2 separate regions of the Danio rerio genome follow, and region 1 is linked to region 2. Evidence: chromatin contacts called from public Hi-C data. All regions are on one chromosome and are shown on one strand. Each heading gives the region's core, a stretch centred on a gene start, on an enhancer-like site or on the middle of the called end of the contact. The rest is flanking DNA. Distances are from core to core; before and after follow the strand shown. Region 1 overlaps LOC137487444 (a long non-coding RNA gene). Region 2 overlaps anapc1 (anaphase promoting complex subunit 1).

Evidence for each region. Hi-C and Micro-C count contacts between places; a contact is called where the count stands out from the background.
Region 1: a Hi-C map of an unstated tissue shows a contact between it and region 2, with 4 times the contacts expected there. The contact joins two enhancer-like sites. A contact is called at or near these places in 3 of 18 Hi-C or Micro-C datasets (caudal fin, embryo and an unstated tissue).

What each region holds. Positions count from the first base shown.
Region 1 is chr13:50,884,310-50,890,322 of GRCz12tu, reverse strand. The region is part of intron 1 of LOC137487444 (a long non-coding RNA gene); the gene reads right to left. Among named protein-coding and RNA genes, the nearest start is that of anapc1, 190 kb to the right of the region's middle. Within about 2 kb of position 3,877, at least 6 of the 62 cell types and tissues checked have an H3K27ac peak or open chromatin away from gene starts, as enhancers often do.
Region 2 is chr13:50,812,802-50,818,165 of GRCz12tu, reverse strand. anapc1 (anaphase promoting complex subunit 1) reads right to left here. Exons shown (of 48, transcript XM_073920318.1): 32 at 4,488-4,570; 33 at 4,078-4,156; 34 at 1,659-1,733. Among named protein-coding and RNA genes, the nearest start is that of anapc1, 120 kb to the right of the region's middle. Within about 2 kb of position 1,480, at least 5 of the 62 cell types and tissues checked have an H3K27ac peak or open chromatin away from gene starts, as enhancers often do.

The sequences.
Region 1 (6,013 bases), core at 2,628-5,127, 70 kb before region 2:
TTTTTTCTAGTATTCCTAATGATAATAATACTATTATTTTCTATTGTGTATTTACACTACGACTACTACTAATGATGATAAAATGAGTGTATTTTAGCTTTAGAGTATAGTATAATACATATTAGCAAGCGTTAAAGGCATGATATTATCATGGTAAACTACACTGTATAATCACTGCTGTTTATATTGTTATTCAATGCACTTCTACATGCATGAGATCTGTACATTTTGTAAACAATAATTTGTAAACAATGATGCAGAAACCCCTTAACATTCCAAGAACACAGCACTTCCTTCAGTGATTATCAACTTTATGGAAAGTGTACATTAGGAAGAACTGTAATAATGAGACACTTATTAAGGTATGTATTAGAGAGTTGCAACCATATTTTCAAATGCTCTCAGGTTCAGGAAAAACACTATCTTGTTGTGCCCTATTTAAGATTCCTCATTAACGTCATTACATTGTTGTTGTTTACTTGCTCTTTATGTATTCTGTATGTCTTTATCATCATCATTATTATTATTATTGATATTATTATTTTATCCCCTGGCTTTTATTGTTTTTTACAAATTTTCTACTATCTACTATATTTTTAAATTGATGAAAAAAAAAATTATATATATATATATATATATATATATATATATATATATATATATATATATATATATATATATATATATATAAAGAAATAAAGAATTAAAGACATAGTTTGTCAGAAATCTTGCAAACACCGCCATCTGGTGGACAAAGGTCGAATAAACTAGAAGCGCACTTCGTCACAGCTCATTACGTCACCGTCATTATAAACTATTACTATGAAACACGTATAAAAATTACTCCTAGAGGCAAACTCTTCTGGAACTCTATTATAGTTTTTTGTTTGTTTGTTTGTTTTTTTTCCAACTTTATTTTTATTGACTTTAATTATAATACAAAACCCAACAAACAGTACAGAATGTTAGAATAAAATACAATACTATAAAAAATACAAATACAAAAAAATTGTTTTCATATATATATATATTTTTTTTCTTCTTTTTTTTCTTGGATATAAATATAGGTATGTGTGTGTGTGTGTGTGTGTGTGTGTGTATATATATATATATATATATATATATATATATATATATATATATATATATATATATATATATATATATATATATATATATATACATATACAAAAAAAACTATCAGATTGAATTTTAAATTACAGTCATCTTTCCAGAGACATACTTTTTTCTATCCATTTATAAAGCAACTGAAAGGGGATAAGGAGATCACACTTTTTTAAAAGTCTCTGCTTAACCTCTGATTACGTATGTTAATTTTTCAAGAGCAAGATTATCAGACATTTTCTTTATCCATTGTGCAAGAACAGGTCTTTGCGTGTTTTTCCATACCAAAGCTATAACACGTTTAGCTTGTATAAAGCTGAAATCTATAAGTTTCTTTTTGTTTGCATTCACTGACAAATTTTCAGGATATATATGTAATAAACAGTTTTAGCTTTTTAGGAAGTTTTAGCTTCAAAGGAACAAATTCTCCAACCATTTCACAGACCACACCACCAAGCACCTCCTTCCAAAACAACTGCAGCTCATTCCCTCATTTACAGTGAGGGAATGACATCCAATGCGTACTGAATTTGTTGTTGTCTTGGAGAAAAGTTATATTGATTACATATTATATATATATTTATTATTTACATAATGCTTTCATCGTATTATAACAGCTCGTCACCCAGTGATAAGCGTAGTTATTCTGCAAAATTAACGTTAAAGTGAGCCTCGATCACCTGACAGGTCCATCTGCGATAGCACCCTAACAATGGATATCGGATAAGACGAAATGACCAAGCATCCAGCCCCAAAATTCACAACTCTCATTAATGCTCCAAGTGATTTTACAAGAGAGAAGCTAAAGGCCTACAAGTCTTTGGATGCCAACAATGTTGTTCTGTGTGGTCATGTGCAAGAAGAAATGCTAAAAACCGAGGTTCTGACTAGCAAAGACAAGGAAAGAAGACGGAGCTGTACAAGGCCTGGGAAATCATCAACAAGCAAAAGTACTGCATTCTGACAGCGAACTGCACCTGTACGGCAGAGTATGTGAACACATACATAAAGGTAAAGTTGGTTTTATATCCGGACTTTCTCCTTAATAATATAATTTCATTAAAGTATTATTTGCAAACTCTTAATAGCGAAATCAAATTAGCAGCCAACCACTATCAAAGTGCAACATTGTTCACAGTCGAATAAATGTTGTTTTCCAGTCACACTTGCAGGTTATTTCAGACTGAATATTCAAAGTGCCGCGGTAAACAATTTAGGGAGTGTGTCACAAGTTGTCACTGAATGAATGTGTGAAAATACCAAAACCAACTTTACCTTAATAACTTTCACGTTTCATTCTAAGCATTCAGTGTTCGCAGTTTAATTCACCATATTTAACTATTTTTGCTGAAATCATTTCTGCAATCAAAAACGAGTAACGTGTATGATTCAGCATAGCGTGAACTTATCAGATATAACATGAGAACTGCAGCGTCCAGCATTTCTAATTAGGTTGTCACTTCATTCAGCTCCCTTTTAGCCAAAGACGTCTGCAGTTAGCATTAAAGCAGTGTGGTGTACGGTAAAAGTTACGTTTTTTTTTCGAATTTGGCACCCTACCACACAACACCACATGTTTACTGTTGCAGCCTGTCTTTTTTTTTGCAACCGGGGACCCGTGTGACGTCATGTGTGTCGTAGGTTGGTAACTGGTCTATACGAAATCTGGTAAAAATCACTTGATTAACTCTAGTCTAATAATGTCTTCAAACTCTGTTTGGAATTTCAGGTTGTATTTCATACAATTTGTTATTTTCCAAGGCCACTTCCACTCTTCTTGCCACTTATTTAAAACGTAAACATTGATAAAAGGTTTCATCTCTGAGGGAGGAATTTTCACCTCCATGGTGTGAAAAACAAATACAATGAGAGTCAATGGTTACAGGTTTCTACCTAAAAATATCTTTGTGTGTGTGTGTGTGTGTGTGTGTGTGTGTGTGTGTGTGTGTGTGTGTGAAAACATCACAGCTGAAGAGGCGGACAGAGTCAGTGTGCACAGTGCACTATACACCAACAAGACTGTGCGAATGTACGGGTTTTCATCATTGAACAGTAATGTTCACATGTTCTGAATACTGTCATTAGAGATTTTCCAAACACTCCTGATATTATTGTTGGGAATGAAGAATTGAAAAACATTCTGATTATGGACGTAGGCTGCTGTTTTGACACGTATATGGATTTGTGCTATACAGAAAAAAATGCTGAAATATCAACCATTAGTAAATGCTCTAAAAATGTGTGGCTGCAACACAAATTTAGTGGTTTTAATAGGGCACGTTCATAAACTGTGTGTGAGGGGACTACAAATTGCCGGACTCAGTAAAAAAAAGACTCGAAACAAATTGCAAAGTATTGTTCTGTGTCTGCAATAATAGGCAGTCTTCATGTGTGGAGAAGACAATGCCATCTCTATCCTTAATCCATTTATTTACTACTGTGCACAGAATGGATCGAGTGCATTAATATTGTCACGCAAATGAAACTCAATGGTTGTATCTATTGCTTGTACTGTGAAATATCATGGGCTCCTTGTGATTATTTGGATGCGGTGTTGCTTTAATTACTGTTAGTCATTCCAAATAAAATTAATCAAGTGTGTTTAACAGATAACATTTTGAAACAAGAATGAATAAATAAGATAATTTAAATTGTTGGGTGAAATATCACTTTAATTACATTCACTTCAGTTGAAGTTTATAGTAGTTGACATAGATGTCCACTAGATGGCAGAACAACCTAGGAGAAACACATGACGCCCTCGGATAATTCATCAGAGCACGTGGGCCACATGTCTAGTTGACTCATTAGCATTTATCTGTCAGACGAGCATCGTTTTAAAGAAATATATTTAGATTTCGCCTTTTAGGTTTCTTTTTCCTAGTCTGACTGATCAGACAGAAAAAGTAGGCCTGTGATTCACAGGTTTCCCTCTCACACACTCAACCTCAGAACCGAAAATGAATCGCGTCAAGCTTTGAAATATCATGCACGGTCTACAAACCCACAAACTATACCAACGAACAGGGTTTGATAGCATACAGTCATTTCAAACCCATCTGAAACAGAACAAAAGACACAACTAGAGTATTTTTTATGAATGTAAACTCGCTTCCGCCTATACACACAGCAGTAACAGGTTTTACTGGAAACCAGAGCTGCCTAACTAATAGTAGGCAGTGTAAAATAAGCTACAAATGTGAGACTAAAAACACATGATGACTTCTTAGAGTGCTTACTTTCAGTTCAATGCCTGCTCCTTCCTTCACTTCAGATGTGCAAATAATCACCAGCATTGCAAATGTGCACTGTGAATTGACTTTGCACAGTCATACACGAAGAAAACGCCCCCTTTCCTGTTACAGTCAGTGTAAAACTATGGTATTTTGGTGTATTCCTTTAGCTACTCTGCTATAATAGTCAAATGTGTTTCATTTTAAAGCGTATTTAATTATTTAGACCATGTTATTCAACTGAATGAAATGTATAGGCATGTTAATGCTAATACATCACTGAATATACCAGCATGAAAAATAAATAAATGAACCATGCCAGAAACTTGAATTTGGGCCTATATGTCAAAGTTATTTCTATATTTTTTAGCCTCCTAAAAGGAATAATTCACATATAAATACAACATTCTGTCTTCATTTACTCATCTTTCACTCGTCACAAACATCTTTGAGTGTTTTGATAATTATTTTTCTGTTGAACACACAAAAATACTAGTAAATATTAGGCCTGTGTTGGAAACATGACTCGTATGGAAGTAAATGGTTACTGGTTTTCAACATCCCGGGCTTTTGGACACTTTCAGTACTGATCACCAAATGTGCACTGTGAACTGACTTTGCATAGTCATACACAAAGAAAGTGCCCCCTTCCTGTTAGTCAAGGTAAAACTATGGTATTTTGGTGTATTTCTTTAGCTGCTCTCCTAAAATAGTCAAATGTGTTTCACATTATAGTGTATTTCATTAATTTAGATCAGGTGATTAAACTGAATGAGATGCATTGGCATGTTAATGCTAATAATACATCATTTATTTCCATGCTGGTATATTCAGTGAACCAGAAACATGGGTTTGGGCCAATATGTCAATTTTATTTCTATATTTTAACCTTACTAAAGAAATAATTCACAAAAAAATAAGACACCATGTCTTCATTTACTCATATTTTACTCGTCACAAACATCTTTGAGTGTTTTGATAATTATTTTTCTGTTGAACACACCAAAATACTAGTAAATATTAGGCCTGTGTTAGAAACAAGACTCTTATGGAAGTACTGGTTTCTAACATCCCAAGCTCTTGGACGTTTTCAGTACTTTTCTTAATCAATTGTTGTTATTTATTTATTTATTTATTTTTTGTATAAACTTAAACATAAGTTGACAAACTAGCCTATAAATCATGTGCCTGCCATCATAGGCTACACTATTTTCAAGTCTGAACTCAAAAAGTGGGCAGTTAAGGAGTTAAACCACTCAACATGATGCTTTTTGACAGGTTTTCATCATTATATCTCGATTCTTATAGAGAACTTATTAAGAAACTATACTATGCTCAAGCTATTATGTCGTTTTTTCTCATGTTTGTCTAATAGTGTGTGGATTTTGGAAATTACCTCAGGCGCGGGCCGCGGCTACCAACCCACATGAATGGGCGATGAGAGGAAGTTCTAGGTGACGGTTAAACAACACGAATAAGGAGAAAACAGCTTCAAAAGAGTGGGATTATATCGCTTTCTCACACTAAAAAGGGTCAAAAGTTGATTAACGCTTAGGGGCGAGTGCTGTTTCATGCGTCATGATTAACGTCTTGGGTCGTTGCGTCGCGTCTGAGCGCGTCACGCAAATATAAAATGAATTAAAAATAGCATAAGG
Region 2 (5,364 bases), core at 231-2,730:
AGCCTGTGTACCACTAGTGGTACACGTACCACAGTTTGAGAACCACTGCTCTAGACCAAAGGGGGAAAAAAGGATCATCCAGACTGTTACCAGCAACAAGTCTAAAAGCCAGGGTCTGCCATGGTATCGGGTTGTGTCTATGCCCTTGGCCTAAGTAACTTCTGTGATGGCACTATTAATGCTGAAAAGCACAGAGACTTTGAAGCACAATATGCTGCCTTCCTTTCCATGGACTTCCATGCATAATTCAACAAGACAATGCAAAATCACATTCTGCACACATTACAAAATGACTGCAGAAGAAAAGGATACAGGTACTTGACTGGCCTGTCTGCAGTCCTGACCTGTCTACATAAGATAATGTGTGTACAGTTGCCCACTTTAAGACTTGTTTGCAGGAAGAATGAGATAAAATTATACACTTCGTCACTTGGTGTCTTCAGTCCCTAAACGTCTTTTAAGTGTTGTGAAAACAATTAGCAACATTACAGTGCTAAATGCTTTACTGTTACAACTTTTTTTTTTAAATTTGTTGCAAGAACAAAAATTGGAATAGGTGTTTATTTTGGAGGGAAAAAAACAAAAAAATCATGAGGAACACATTACAAAATGTTTGTTGTATTGTCTGCAATGAAATCCAAGTCAAAGTAAATTTAAAAATAACTACTTTATATTTTAATTTGCATTTTCCATACTGTCTCAACTTACTTGTCTTTGGAGTTGTAGGTTAATTATGCAGGTTAGGGTAATTAGGCAAGTAATTGCGTAACAGTGGTTTGTTCTGTAGACAATTGAAAAAAATACTGCTTAACGGGACTAATAATTCATTCATTCATTCACTTTCGGCTTAGTCCCTTTATTAACCCTTTATTATGGTGGTTCTTTCTGCGCCACAGCAGAAAGAACCACCAACTTTTTACACAGCGCATGCCCTAACAGCTGTAACCCAGTACTGGGAAACATCCATACACTCTCATTCACACACATACACTACGGACAATTCACCTATACCACATGTCTTTAAACTTGAGGACAACCAGAGCACCCGGAGGAAACCCACGCCAACATGGGGAGAACATCCAAACTCCACACAGAAAAGCCAACTGACACGGGTGAGGCTTAAACCAGCGACCTTCCTGCTGTGAGGCGATATCGCTACCCACTGCGCTGCCCGGGGGTAACAAAATTGAAATTACAATTTTTTTTAAACTGCTTTTATTCTAGCCGAAAAAAATAAATAAATAAGACTGTCTCCAAGAGAAAACGATATTATCGAAAATACTGTGAAAAATGTCTTGCTCTGTTAAACATCATTTAGGAAATATTTAAAAAAGAAAACCAAAATCACAGGAGGGTGAATAATTTTGACTTGAACTCCATATGCTGAGCACTGAAACTTTTCAAGATATTTCAATGACCATCCTCTCCCTCCTCCATTACTCAATGACCTGCACAACCACACACCACGGTTGAAGTGACCGAACAACTCTGTGTTTTGCAACATGAGCATTGCCAAATATTTGACCAACCTTTGAACTAAATGAAGGGGGGGGGGAGAAAACATGACCTGAAGCAAAAATGTGTTTCCTCTTTCTGAAGAAAACACACGCAATGATGGCTGATTCCCTGCAGTGTGTTCGAGCTGTAACTAACAGTACCTGAGGAACATTGCTGGTCACCCAGTCGGCATTGGGAAAGATCTCGTCCCACATGATAAGGCATCTGGCCAGCGTCTGTACAGAGAACAAAGCGAGAGATCAACATTTCACACTGAATTGCGAAAAAGGAAATGTTTGTACATCACTTTCTTTAGAAGCGTTGCTGTTTATAGGCTCTGTTCCAAATCCTAGTGAACTGCATAGTCTATATTAGTGATGGGAAGTTCGAATCATTTTACTGACTCGGATCTTTGAGTCTTGTTTATCGAGATGAACGAATCTTTTTTCGAGTCATTTCGTTTATTTGGTTTAATTTGCAAAAATATTATTAAGATGTTACAAATTGCTTCCAAACACATCTACAACTAGCCCAAAAGGTTGATCACACGACAAATAAGTCATAAGTAGAATACTATAAGGAGAAAATAATAATTCAATGTTGACCTGCTCTTTTGTCTATGAAGATATTGTTGTCTCTTTGCTCAGCTCACCTCTTCATGTCTTCAAATGTCAGTGGTTCGTTCACGTTACACTGACAGTCACATATAATCTTAACCAATGTACACAGTCGGAGCTGATAGGAGCCATGATAATTAGTTCACCTTTCAAGTCTTCTGGTTCTTGAGTCGTTCGTTCATCACGTGACAGAATGACTAAAACCCGAGGACTAGAGATGAACGGATCAATTATTTTTCCGGCTCTAAACGCATATTATTGGCCCGAGAGGAACGAATTACTCAAATCTGATATAGGACTCGAGAGATGAACAGTTTAATTCTTTTTCCAGCTCTAAACGCATATGATTGGCCCGTGAGGAACGAATGACTCAAACTCGATAGAGGACTCGAAAAACAAACGGTTCAATTCTTTTTCCGGCTCTAAACTCATATGATTGGCGTGTGATGAACAAATGACTCGAAAGAGGACTCGTAAGATGAATGGATCAATTCTTTTTCCGACTCTAAACGCATATGATTGGCTTCTGCCTTTCCGCGATGAATGATTCAAAAGTCTTAAAAGGAATGATAGCACCTGAACAAATGTGCGCACGCGCGGATGAACGAATCACTCCCTGAGAGGACTCGTAGTTCCCTAATCACATTGAAGATTTGTTCATAATGAACTAATCGTTCATAAACGACCCATCACTAGTCTATATACCAGTTTCCTTGTAAGGATAAAATTTTGAATAAAAAAATTGCAAATAGATACTCTAGATACTAAAGAGCCTTTGATTATGAACAAGATTTGACGAGAAACTGAAGTACGCGATGATATAAAAAAAAATCATTCATTCATTTAGGCGGAAGTGATGCTTTGAATGTTGATATCTCCCGAATGTAAATTGTCACTCGCTTGAAGCAGCACTAGCTAAATATCCTTAAGGCTAACACACTGATACTAAGGCTGTACTCACACTATGTACAGTTGCCTCGAACCAGTTACAGTTTCCCCCGACGGCTCGCACTTACATACAATCGGGCTTCTGCGCGCTTACGTCATCGATGCTGCGCCGTTCAGTGAGCGCTCTCGCTCAGCACAGTGGAGATTTATAGTTATATCCCTTCAGTCGTTTGTTATGCAGTGACATGCAGTCAAATATTTTGCCAAACAGTCCTTAGGGATGCGGTGACACGCAGTCAGATATTTCGCCGAACAGATCCACCCCTTTTGCCGCTCATAAACAATCATAAAGCTCTCGTGCTGCAGGAATGAGGAGGTCTGCTGAAGGTGCAGCTGTCGTGCAGTGAGGGGTTTGCGTCTTTAATAAACTACGGCAGTTTGCGTTCACTGAACAGTAAGTTTCGCTTTCAGTTTCGGGCTTAGGCGTGTTTTGCACTCACACTACAAACATACTGCACCAAAGCACAAGCTCAGGCACACCTCTTCCAACTGGGCCAGGGCCGGCCAAGTGAACCGTGCTTGAGCCCAATTCGGCGCACTCACATTTCTCAAACGATCCAGGAAACGGGCCTGGGCACAGTATGGATGGCATAGTGTGAGTAGGCCCTTACAAGTAAAATACTTTATTTTAAATTCATGGGACCTTTAAAAGATCCCCTTTAAAAGCTCAGTGGGGCCTATTGCTCAAATATGCACATAAAAACGGATTTACAATGATTCAGGTTTGACAAATTTAGGTGCTATTGTGCATTTTGTGCAATTCAGCGATCAGCGAACTGACTACTGAACTAGGGAGCCGATTGAGACGCACCCATAGTCTGCTGGTCAAAAAAACAACCTGAAAAGGAAGTGATGTCCATTAACACACACAGCAGGGTGGAAAATGACCCCATATCTGACCTTAAAAGTCATCGTAAAACATGAGAAGAGTTGGTAAAAGTCATGACATGAGGTGTAAATGTGCAGGAGCCCATGAGCCCAGAGGCCAGAATGAGAAGCTGTAGTGTTTTCTCACCCTCAGCAGCAGGAACTCAGGCTTGATGAAGTCCAGCAGGAACATGGTGTCTGGGGCTTTCAGCCAATCAGCAACGGACCTGCAGGAGGCCGGAGAAACAGGTGTGAATGCAAAAGAGCAGAGCAAGCCGGATGAAGCCCGCTTTCATCTCACACTGCTGAATATGTGGAATAAGTTGGCCTTTTTATACACAAAAAAAAATTGGCTTTCGGCATTCACAGTTTAATGTTTTTTTGACTTTAAAGGTGAAGTGTGCGATTAAAAATATTAAAAATAATAATGCTCAGCTTTTTAGGTAAGCTTAATTGATTTAGAATTTAATTTTTTTAAGAGTTTAACACTGAGATTATTTCAAAAATAGCTCAGTTTTTTATCTGAAATGAGTGAATGATAAAACAAATCAAACTCACCTATTATTTGTTTTGAGGTAAATCATGGCCAGAGCAAGTGTAGCCCCAGGACAAGTCACGTCTACATTGATGGTGTCACCTTCCTATTAAAAACACAAACAGTTCATCTGTTTAGCCTTTTCACCAATACTAGATAATGAAAGATATGTTCAGCAAACTATTATACTACTCACTGGTATTAAGCCAATTGATTAAAAACATGTACAATTGAAATGAATATAAATTTCTGTAGATGGTATTAGTTATGATGTAATATTTTGTTACTGGAAACAGTCGATCATCTGTGTTTATATATCAAATCAACCTCTTTTTTATGTTTTTACAGCAAACAATTTCATGAGCTCAAAAAAATCTCATTATTTGTCATTTTAAATCTTTATTATTTTAATTAGGATTTTTATTAGTTCTGTTTTGGTAACTATTTATATTGTGTCTAGACCAGTAGACCTTCTTTTCGGCTTAGTCCCTTAATGTTGTTATATTTTGATATAAATATATATGTCATGCTGAATAATAATGGCTTATAATTTCACCAATATTTTGCCATTTTAATCACCAAAAGTATTTGTACTATTAAAGCACCCTACTTAAAACACCCTACTTGCAAAATTTGTTAGTAATAATAATAATAATAATAATATTATAAAATAATATGAAAAAATAAAATAATAGTAATAATATTAAAAAATAATATTATTTAAGAAATAAAATATTCACAACAATAATAATACCAAACGCACTAGACACCCTACCTGCAATAAACATGTATTTGATAATAATAGCAACAATAATATTAATAAAAAAATAATAATAGTAATTATACAAATGAAAATAATGATAATAATATTAAATATAAAATTATTAAAACGTAATAAAT